Regions from separate parts of the Sus scrofa genome. Here regions 1 and 3 are each linked to region 2. The links are chromatin contacts, called in public Hi-C maps. All regions are on one chromosome and are shown on one strand. The core of a region is the stretch at or near the end of the contact, and the rest is flanking DNA. Distances in the headings are between cores, read along the strand shown.

Evidence for each region. A called contact is a pair of places that touch in the nucleus more often than the background predicts.
Region 1: a Hi-C map of liver shows a contact between it and region 2, with 4 times the contacts expected there. The contact joins the promoter of SYMPK here to the promoter of CCDC61 in region 2. A contact is called at or near these places in 1 of 5 promoter capture datasets (liver) and 1 of 47 Hi-C or Micro-C datasets (liver).
Region 3: a Hi-C map of skeletal muscle shows a contact between it and region 2, with 11 times the contacts expected there. The contact joins the promoter of IRF2BP1 here to the promoter of CCDC61 in region 2. A contact is called at or near these places in 3 of 47 Hi-C or Micro-C datasets (heart right ventricle, liver and skeletal muscle).

What each region holds. Positions count from the first base shown.
Region 1 is chr6:52,179,044-52,181,759 of Sscrofa11.1, forward strand. It overlaps SYMPK (symplekin), which reads right to left and starts at 1,339. Exons shown (of 27, transcript XM_005664608.3): 1 at 1,157-1,339. It overlaps FOXA3 (hepatocyte nuclear factor 3-gamma), which reads left to right and starts at 2,052. Exons shown (of 2, transcript XM_003127229.4): 1 at 2,052-2,275. The coding sequence starts at 2,207.
Region 2 is chr6:52,292,826-52,295,790 of Sscrofa11.1, forward strand. It overlaps CCDC61 (coiled-coil domain-containing protein 61), which reads left to right and starts at 1,693. Exons shown (of 15, transcript XM_021094596.1): 1 at 1,693-1,756.
Region 3 is chr6:52,198,834-52,201,533 of Sscrofa11.1, forward strand. IRF2BP1 (interferon regulatory factor 2-binding protein 1) reads right to left here and starts at 1,377. Exons shown (of 1, transcript XM_003127228.4): 1 at 1-1,377. The coding sequence starts at 32.

The sequences.
Region 1 (2,716 bases), core at 89-2,588, 110 kb before region 2:
ATTTTATTATGTGACTGCTCACTGCCCCCCAACCCCGCCAGTCTCCCTACTAAAGACATCTGCGGTGGTTGTAGTCTTTTGCTACTACCAACAAACATTTCTTCCTCTTCCGGATCTCTGGAGCACTTTTTTTTTTTTTTTTTTTTTTTTTTTTTTTGCTTTTTAGGGCCGCACCTGCAGCAAATGTAAGTTCCCAGGCTAGGGGTAAAATCAGAGCTGCAGCTGCCAGCCTACACCATAGCCACAGCAACGCTGGATCCAAGCTGTGTCTGATCTATGCTGCAGCTTCCAGCAATGCTTGCCTCAACCCACAGGGCGAGCCCAGGGATCGAACCCGCATCCTCACGGATACTAGGTGGGTTTGTAACCCGCTGAGCCACAACAGGAACTCCCCCGCGTATTCCTTAGGGAGTCCAGTAGGAAGTCCCACTGCCCTACTCCCACCCGGGCGTATGACCACTCCTCTCATACACAGAGTGGTCCCATGACTATCTTTCATTCATTCAACGAACATTAACTGAGCATTTTTAGCGTAACCGTGCTGTGCTGGGAACACGGCGGTGACCAACACACACCCAGTCCCTGCCCCCGTGGAATTCGTGGTCACAGACAGAACTAACGAGCCACACAAATAAAGGCCCAATAACAAACGAGACCCCAAATGACTGAAAGGAAAGGAACAGGGACCCATGAGAGCATAAAACAGGCGGACTGCGGAACGGAGGGCGGGAAAGGAGGGCTTGGTAGAGGAAGTGACGTTGGTACGGAGACCCAAAAGATGAATGGGAGTTAGCCTGGCGGAATGAGTAAAAGGGATGTTGAGACAGAGGGGACTGCATGTGCAAAAAGCCTGAGGCGGGAAGGCGTACGGCGAGTGTGCGGAACCGAGAGGCCAGAGCAGGTGTGCAAAGTGAGGAACCAGCAAAGAGGCAGAGCCGCGGCCCGCGGGGCGTACGCGCCTTGGGGGCCACGTTGGAACTTTGCCCTGAGGGCACTAAGCAGCCACGGGAGGGTCCTGAGCCGGGGAAGACACTGCGGTCCCGAGAGTCACTGCTTCCCTCTCCTCTCAGCGTCCCCATTGCCCCCGACAGCGCTTCTGCCCTTTCAGCGTTCTTTCTCCCTTCGTCCCCGGGCCCCCACGCCACCCCCCGCTCACCACGGCTCGGGCCTCCGTCCCCCTCGCGCCCCCTCAGCAGCGCCTCTTCCCAGACGCCGCCGCCGCCATCTTCCGCTCGCCGCCGTGACACTGCGCACGCGTCCCGCACGCAGAGTCGCTGGGAATTGGAGTCCACTCTGCGGCCGGACTCCGCCCCTACTTTCTGCCGCGCCAGCGGCCTTCCTACTACGCCCTTCATTTCCGGCTTTGGGGCGCCAAGCCTTCTGGGAAATATAGTCCTTTGACGGGGGCTGGACGGAAAGGGAGATAGAGGCTTCTGGGAAATGGAGTTCTCAGTGGTTCTGGGTCCCTGGACGGCTGCTGTTAGAGAGAGCGGAGAGTCCCGGAAGCGAAGCTCCTAGGTGTTGGAAGTGGTCTGTTGCCCTAGTGAGATATGAGCAGAGGCCCCGATCCCCTCCACCTTTGGTCTTGGCCATTTACACGGTCTGCAACATTTCCGGCGATCAGTAGCTTCAGTCTTCCAGTCCGTCGAATGAGAAATGTGATTTCGAGGATCACTTACTGTCCTTAGAGGAACACATGGGGATCTCTGGAGACCGCTTCGCCTCTAAGCGCCCTTTCTTTCGCAGCAGACATGCTGGTCTCTGGCTGTTCGCTGGCTCCGGTCGAGATGGGTAGAAGGGTGGGGCCCTAGAGTTCTGCCCTCGAGGCTGTTATTACTGTCAGAAGTATCTCCCATCTGTAGCTCCCTCGCTCTTCAGCCATCTCCAGCTCTCACGTCCCCGGGCTGCGGCTCCCGGCGCCTGAGGTCTGTCTCCTCGCAATCCCGCAGGGGGCGCCCCAGTACGGGCACACCGCCCTCGGGGAGGCGGGAGGGGAGCCCAGGGCGGGCAAGGGCGGGTGGGGGGAGCGGTTGTCTCGACTATAAAGCGCGGCCGCCTCCCGCGGCGCCCGGGACGGCTGGGACCCTGGGCGGTCGGACGGACCGGCGCCGGTCAGGACTCGGGCCGTGCCGGCTGAGGGATCCGAAGCGCCGCTGCGATCCCCCCGGGGCCGGAGCAGGGGCGGGTGGGGGCGCAGGCCCGGGGGATGCTGGGCTCGGTGAAGATGGAGGCCCATGACCTGGCCGAGTGGAGCTACTATCCGGAGGCGGGCGAGGTGTGTCCTCGGGGATGGCGGAGCGGGAAGTGGGGGGCGGGGGGAGGAATCAGGGTGCGGATCTAAATGGGGGGCAAGGACTGGGGTATGGACTCAGATGGGGGCCCCGACTGGAACTGGGGAGCAGAGGAACTGGAGACACGAAGACCAGGTGTGCAGGAGTCAAGAAAGGGGGACAATGCATGAGAGCGCGGCTTAGGCAGTCTAGTAGGAGTGAGGGCTTAAAAGAGAGTCAAGAAGATTTAGGCAAGGGTCAAGTCATAGTTTAAACGTGAGAGCTGGGTGTCAGGGACCTAAAGTCCGAGGAATTAAAGTGAACAAACCAAAGATAAGACTCAGAGCTGGGGGATTAGGAAATGGGGTCCAGAATTGGGGGAAAAGGTAGGGACTAAGAGATGGGAGGTGGAGGGAGGTCACCATTAAGGGAAGTCTGAACTGAGA
Region 2 (2,965 bases), core at 443-2,942:
TATTGTCCAAGGTGCTAACTGACTAGGTACAAAGCCAGTCTGTTGTGCTATGAATGATCCTCTAGTGGTCCACTCCAGAAGCACCTGTGTAATGATAGTGAGTCAAGGATTAAAAGGACTGAACCAGAAGCTATTCTGTGCAAACCTTTCCCAAAACAGGTAGCTAACATGAGTTAAACTTTATGCAAGTTTTCACAAATTTCCAAGAAAGCTTAAATGACATCACCAAAACTGACTTGTGAAGCTGAGATATTTCTAAATGAAAATGACTAAAAAGGGGACACACAGCTTGTGTAGGCATGAGCTCTATGTGGCCCCCTTTGCCTGGCCAAGCAATAAGACTAATCTTTTCTCCTTCTCCCACCCCCGCCAAAAAAAGAAAAAAGAAAACGACTAAAAAAAGTCCCATCAAGGGAGTTCCCATTGTGGCTCAGCAGTAATGAACCCAACTAGTAGCCACGAGGATGCAGGTTGGATCCCTGGCCTCGCTCAGTGTATTGAGGACCCCACGTTCCTGTGAGCTGTGGTGTAGGTCACAGACAAGGCTTGGATCTCGTGTTGCTGCTGGCTGTGGTGTAGGCCGGCAGCTGCAACTCCAACTCAGCCCCTAGCCTGGGAACCTCCATATGCCGTGGGTGTGGCCCTAAAAAGACAAACAAACAAACAAATCCAAAAAAACCAACAACAACAAAAAAAATAAGAAGTCCCATCAAGTATGCTAGAGGAAGGATAATTTACTTTTCTCTCTGTAAATAAGGATATTATGAAATAAAGTATATGCAGCCAAAAACATAGGGAACATACCACAGAGGTGTGTCAGGCAGCAAATTAATAAAAACATTACATCATCTTTCGGGATTTCGTAATGTTTGTAGCATTTGTTGTCAGCTTTTTTATTATGTAATTTAGGATCCGCAAGGCCGGATCCTTAACCCACTGAGCAAGGCCAAGGATTGAACCCGCATCCTCATGAACTCTAGTCAAATTCGTTTCTGTTGACCCATGACGGGAACTCCTGTATTCCTCTTCTTATAGAATGTTCCCCTCTTTTACTCCCCAACCAAATTCCATAAGCTGTAACCGCCCTATTGATGGCTCATAAATTCAAAATAGAAAGTTCTTAAGCTGTGTGATCCTGGGCCAGGGCCTGTACCTCTCTGAGCCTGTTTCCTTAATGGCAAAATGGGGATCATAATAGCACCTATATTGCACGGTTGTTGCTAACTTTAAATAAGCCAAGGCCTGCAAACGGCTAAGTGCTATCTTGGAACTCACTGACAGATGACAAAACTCAACCAGTCTTTTACCCTGCGAATATTTCCTCAGCTTCTGAACGGGCGGCCAAGACCTTCCTCTGCGCATGTGCGTCCCACCCTCTTCCCGCCTGCCCCTCGCGCGGGCCTACTGGCAGCAGAGGGTTGTGGGCGGAGTCAAGGAGCTAATTCTGGGATTTCCTCCCCTGGTCGAAGAACAACCTTCTTTGTATAATTGGCGGTAGCTATTGGCCAATAGTAGTTGGAGAGGAGACTGTTGACCCAGCCCATTTCGGAACGTCTCTTCTGAGTTGGCCAATTGCAAGCTTTGAAGGGCGGGTTCTTCTCTGGGGCAGGCTAGAGTGACGGGCATCTGTTTTGACTAATGGGAACTTGGCGGAGGGTAAGCCAGAACCAATCAAAAGCCGGAAGGCCGGATCCTGGGGGCGGGGCTGGAGCTTCGTCAGTTGAGCTGCTCGCGAGGAGAAGAGTCCGTGGGGAAGGTGAGGGGCGGCGAGACCGGAGGGTGCGCGGGACCGGGTGGCGATCTTAGGGGGAGGGGGTGCTCTAGGTAGAGAGGTTGGCTGGGCAGGAGGCTAACCTGACAGTGTGGAAATCGGGAGGGGTTGCCCTTTAGCACAGGTAGGCGCTTTCGTGAGGGGTAAGGCAGAGGGCTGTACGTGAGGGGGGTGGGGATTTTTTCTGTTTTGCAGGAGGCTCTTTAAAGGCTAAGGTAGGAGACAGCAGATAATAAAATATAGAGGCCCTTGTAAATAGCCTTGCGATTAATGGGAAATTTTAAGGCAAAGGGTTATTATAGTATTGTGTGAAGAGGCGGAGGTCCCTGCCATCAGTTGCAAGCTTTGATTTGAGTGGAGGGTAGGTGAAGAACAGCATTGAGGGAGGGAATGAGTGAGGACTCCGGGGATGAGGATGTGCGTTAACGAGGTGAGAAGGCTTAATGATACACGTAGCGTTTACTGAGGATTTACTGTGCGCCGGGCACCTACCAAGTGTTTTATGTGAATTAACTCCTGAGCTTCCTAGCAACCCTACCAGTGGTTAAGAGTGCGGGCTCTGGGGTCTGGTTGCCTGAGTTTGAATACTGGCTTTGCCACCGGCCCTGCCACTGAACGAGCTGTTTAACCCTTTGTGCCCCAGCCTTATCATGGATAGAATGACCTCATCTCTTCTCTGTACCATTTACCTTCTGGCGCCTCACCCAATCTCTTGATTTCATATGCTCTATGTAATATTTCCAGGTGTGTATCTTCATTTGGGATCTCAACCCTGAACTCTAGACTCGTATGTCCAATGGCTGGCTCTTTTCTTCTTGGAAGTCCAGCTGACATACAGACTTTAAAAACTTGTCCCAGGAGGAAGTTCCCGTCATACCTCAGTGGTTAACGAATCCGACTAGGACCCATGAGGTTGTGGTTTCGATCCCTGGCCTTGCTCAGTGGGTTAAGGATCTGGCGTTGCTGTGAGCTGTGGTGTAGGTCGCAGACGTGGCTCGGATCCCACATTGCTGTAACTGTGGTGTAAGCCGGCTGCTACAGCTCTGATTAGACCCCTAGCCTGGGAACCTCCATATGCTGCGGGTGCAGCCCTAGAAAAGACCAATAAATAAATAAAAAAATAAAAATAAAAACTTGTTCCATACCAAACTTGGAGTTTTCCCCCTTCAACCTCCTAACCCAGTTGATGGCAGT
Region 3 (2,700 bases), core at 127-2,626, 94 kb before region 2:
CACTGGCGGCGGGACGCCTGCACGGACGCCATAGCCCCCAAACGCGCGCCTTCAGGACCCCTCAATCCACCCGCCGCCGTTCGATCCGCACTGCCGACGTTCGATTTGTGTCCCCAGGACCGCGCGAGCCACAGTCGGGCCTCTGGCTCGGCCTCCCCGCGGATCCAGGCCCGGCCCCCCTTCCCCGCCCCCCGGGCCCTAAGCCTTTTTCCTCACTCCCGCCTCCTCGAAAAGGCAGGCAAAGGTACGTCGGCGCCCCAGCCTGCTCCGGGCTCCGGGCCGAGGCGCACAGCTCGGGCCCCGCGATGGGCCGCGAGCGCCGCCGCCTCGGGCTCCCGCCGCTCCCGCCACCTCCGCTCCAACGGCTGCCACCGCCGCCTCCACCTCCTTCTGCCCCAGAGGCCGTTTCGCAGGGAAAGTTACATAACGCGCCGGCAAAGCCTTCTGGGAAACGTAGTCCCGCCGGGGCCGGCTCTTAAAGGGGACGGCAGGCAGCAGAGGACGGCGCGGGCTCGCCGCTGCGCGACCTTTACCACTCGTCGCCGCGGGGCAGGGAGTTTGGCTTGCTCCGAGCATTTCGAGCACAAGGGTTGGAAACAGGGATGTGATACAAATGGCGAGCGCCACGACGGACTCAAAAATTGTAGGAGGTGGACAGGCTTCCGGGCATCCAGCTTCTGTTCCGACTTGCTGTGCGGCTTTAGGCAAAAATCTTGCCTTCTCTGAAGCTCAATTCCCGCCCTTCAAAGGTGGGCCAATGACTGGCTACGGAGGCAGTCGCTCCTGGGGCGGGGCGGAGGGGTCTTGATTGGAAGGTTTCAGGACAGGGGGACGGGAAGCAGGCAACTTAAGCGTTGGGCAGGGCTGTTCACTTGGCACTTCTTCTTGCCCCAAATCTTGAATGGCAGCCTCTGATTGGAGCCAGCAACATCCGGAGAAAGGAGAGAACTGAAGTTGCCAGCCTCAGCTGCCTTATCTGCTGAAGGGAGTGGTGGGGCGCCCCCAATTCTGTTCCAGCCCTGCCAAAGCGCTCTGGTCTCCAAAGGGTTACACCGTCAGTGTCACCGCCCCCCTCCCAACTTCACTACAATTCCCAAAATGCCCTGCGGGGCCAACAAGCTGACGCACTTCCGCAGTCTGGAAGGTTGGGGGAGGCCTTCCCGATTCCCGCTGTCTGTCCTTACAGTCCCCCCCCCCCCCCCCAGCGCGCGCGCAATTTATGGAAGGTGTTTCCATGTTTTCCCAGCACCAAATTGAAAGGACCCTCACCCTGTATGGCTCATTAATGTTGAGGAAGGGAAGGAGGGCAGGGATGGCAAAGTTGGGGGTGGGGGGTGCTTAGTTTCTGGGGAGAACAAGAGCTAGACCACCCTTCTCCAACCCTGATTGCTTACTACCATCTAGGCCTATGCAGGCTATGGGGACCCCCGTGTTTTCTTCCTGGCGACCGCACCCCGCAGGGCAGGCTTGGAAGCGTGGGTATGTGGAGGGTGGAGAAGGGTCTCCAGACTCTAACCCACGTCAGCCTCTTCCCCTCTTTAGGCCTAGGTTCCTGTTAAGCGCTCAAAAATATTTTGAATTATTTGTGAGTTGCACTCATTAGTGGTTTTCAAACTAATCAGGGAATACCTGCCAACTCTCCCTTATTCCACTGCAACCATAGCAGGTCTGATTTGCAGTCTCAGCTTCACAATTTTGTTCACGACTTGTATTATTTTGACATTTTTCTTGAAGTTGATTCCCGAGAAAAAGAAGTTTATTTCTGCTCCATCCTAAGCAGTATGTGCATAATCATGGGTTGGATTTTTTTTTTTTTTTTTTTTTGGTCTTTTTGCTATTTCTTGGGCCACTCCCGTGGCATATGGAGGTTCCCAGGCTAGGGGTCGAATCGGAGCCATAGCCACCAGCCTACGCCAGAGCCACAGCAACGCGGGATCGGAGCTGCGTCTGCAACCTACACCACAGCTCACGGCAACGCCGGATCATTAACCCACTGAGCAAGGGCAGGGATCGAACCCGCAACCTTATGGTTCCTAGTCGGATTCGTCAACCACTGCGCCACGACGGGAACTCCCATAATCATGGGTTTTATGTACTATACTTTTTTGTGTGTGCTGTACACATTTTTATAAAATAAGTTAAAATTACGTATATATGGAGTTCCTGTCGTGGCTCAACAGTAACAAACCCGACTAGTATTCATAAGGATGCCAGTTCGATCCCTAGCCAGGCTCAGAGGGTTAAAGATCCGGCATTGCCACAAGTTGCAGCATAGGTTGCAGATGGGGCTCCAATCTGGCGTTGTTGCGGCATAGGGCAGTAGCTGCACCTCTGATTTGACCCCTAGCCTGGGAACTTCCACATGTTGCAGGTGCGGCCTTTAAAAAAAAAAAAAAAAGCAAAAAATAAATAAACGAACAACAAAAAAAACCTGTGTACATATAGAGCCATTAAAAAGGCCATCCATGTATCTCCTAAAATTGTCTTTGGGCCTTTTTTTTTTTTTTTTTTTTTTTTTTTTTTTTTTGGTCTTTTTGCTTTCTCTAGGGCTGCTTCCTGTGGCATATGGAGGCTAGGGATGGAACTGGTGCCATAGCAGTGACCCAAGCTACTGCAGTGATAACCCTGGATCCTTAACCAGCTTTAGTTAACAGTAGTGGGAGTAAGGAGTTTTGGCCAGATGCTGCCTTGAGATGAACT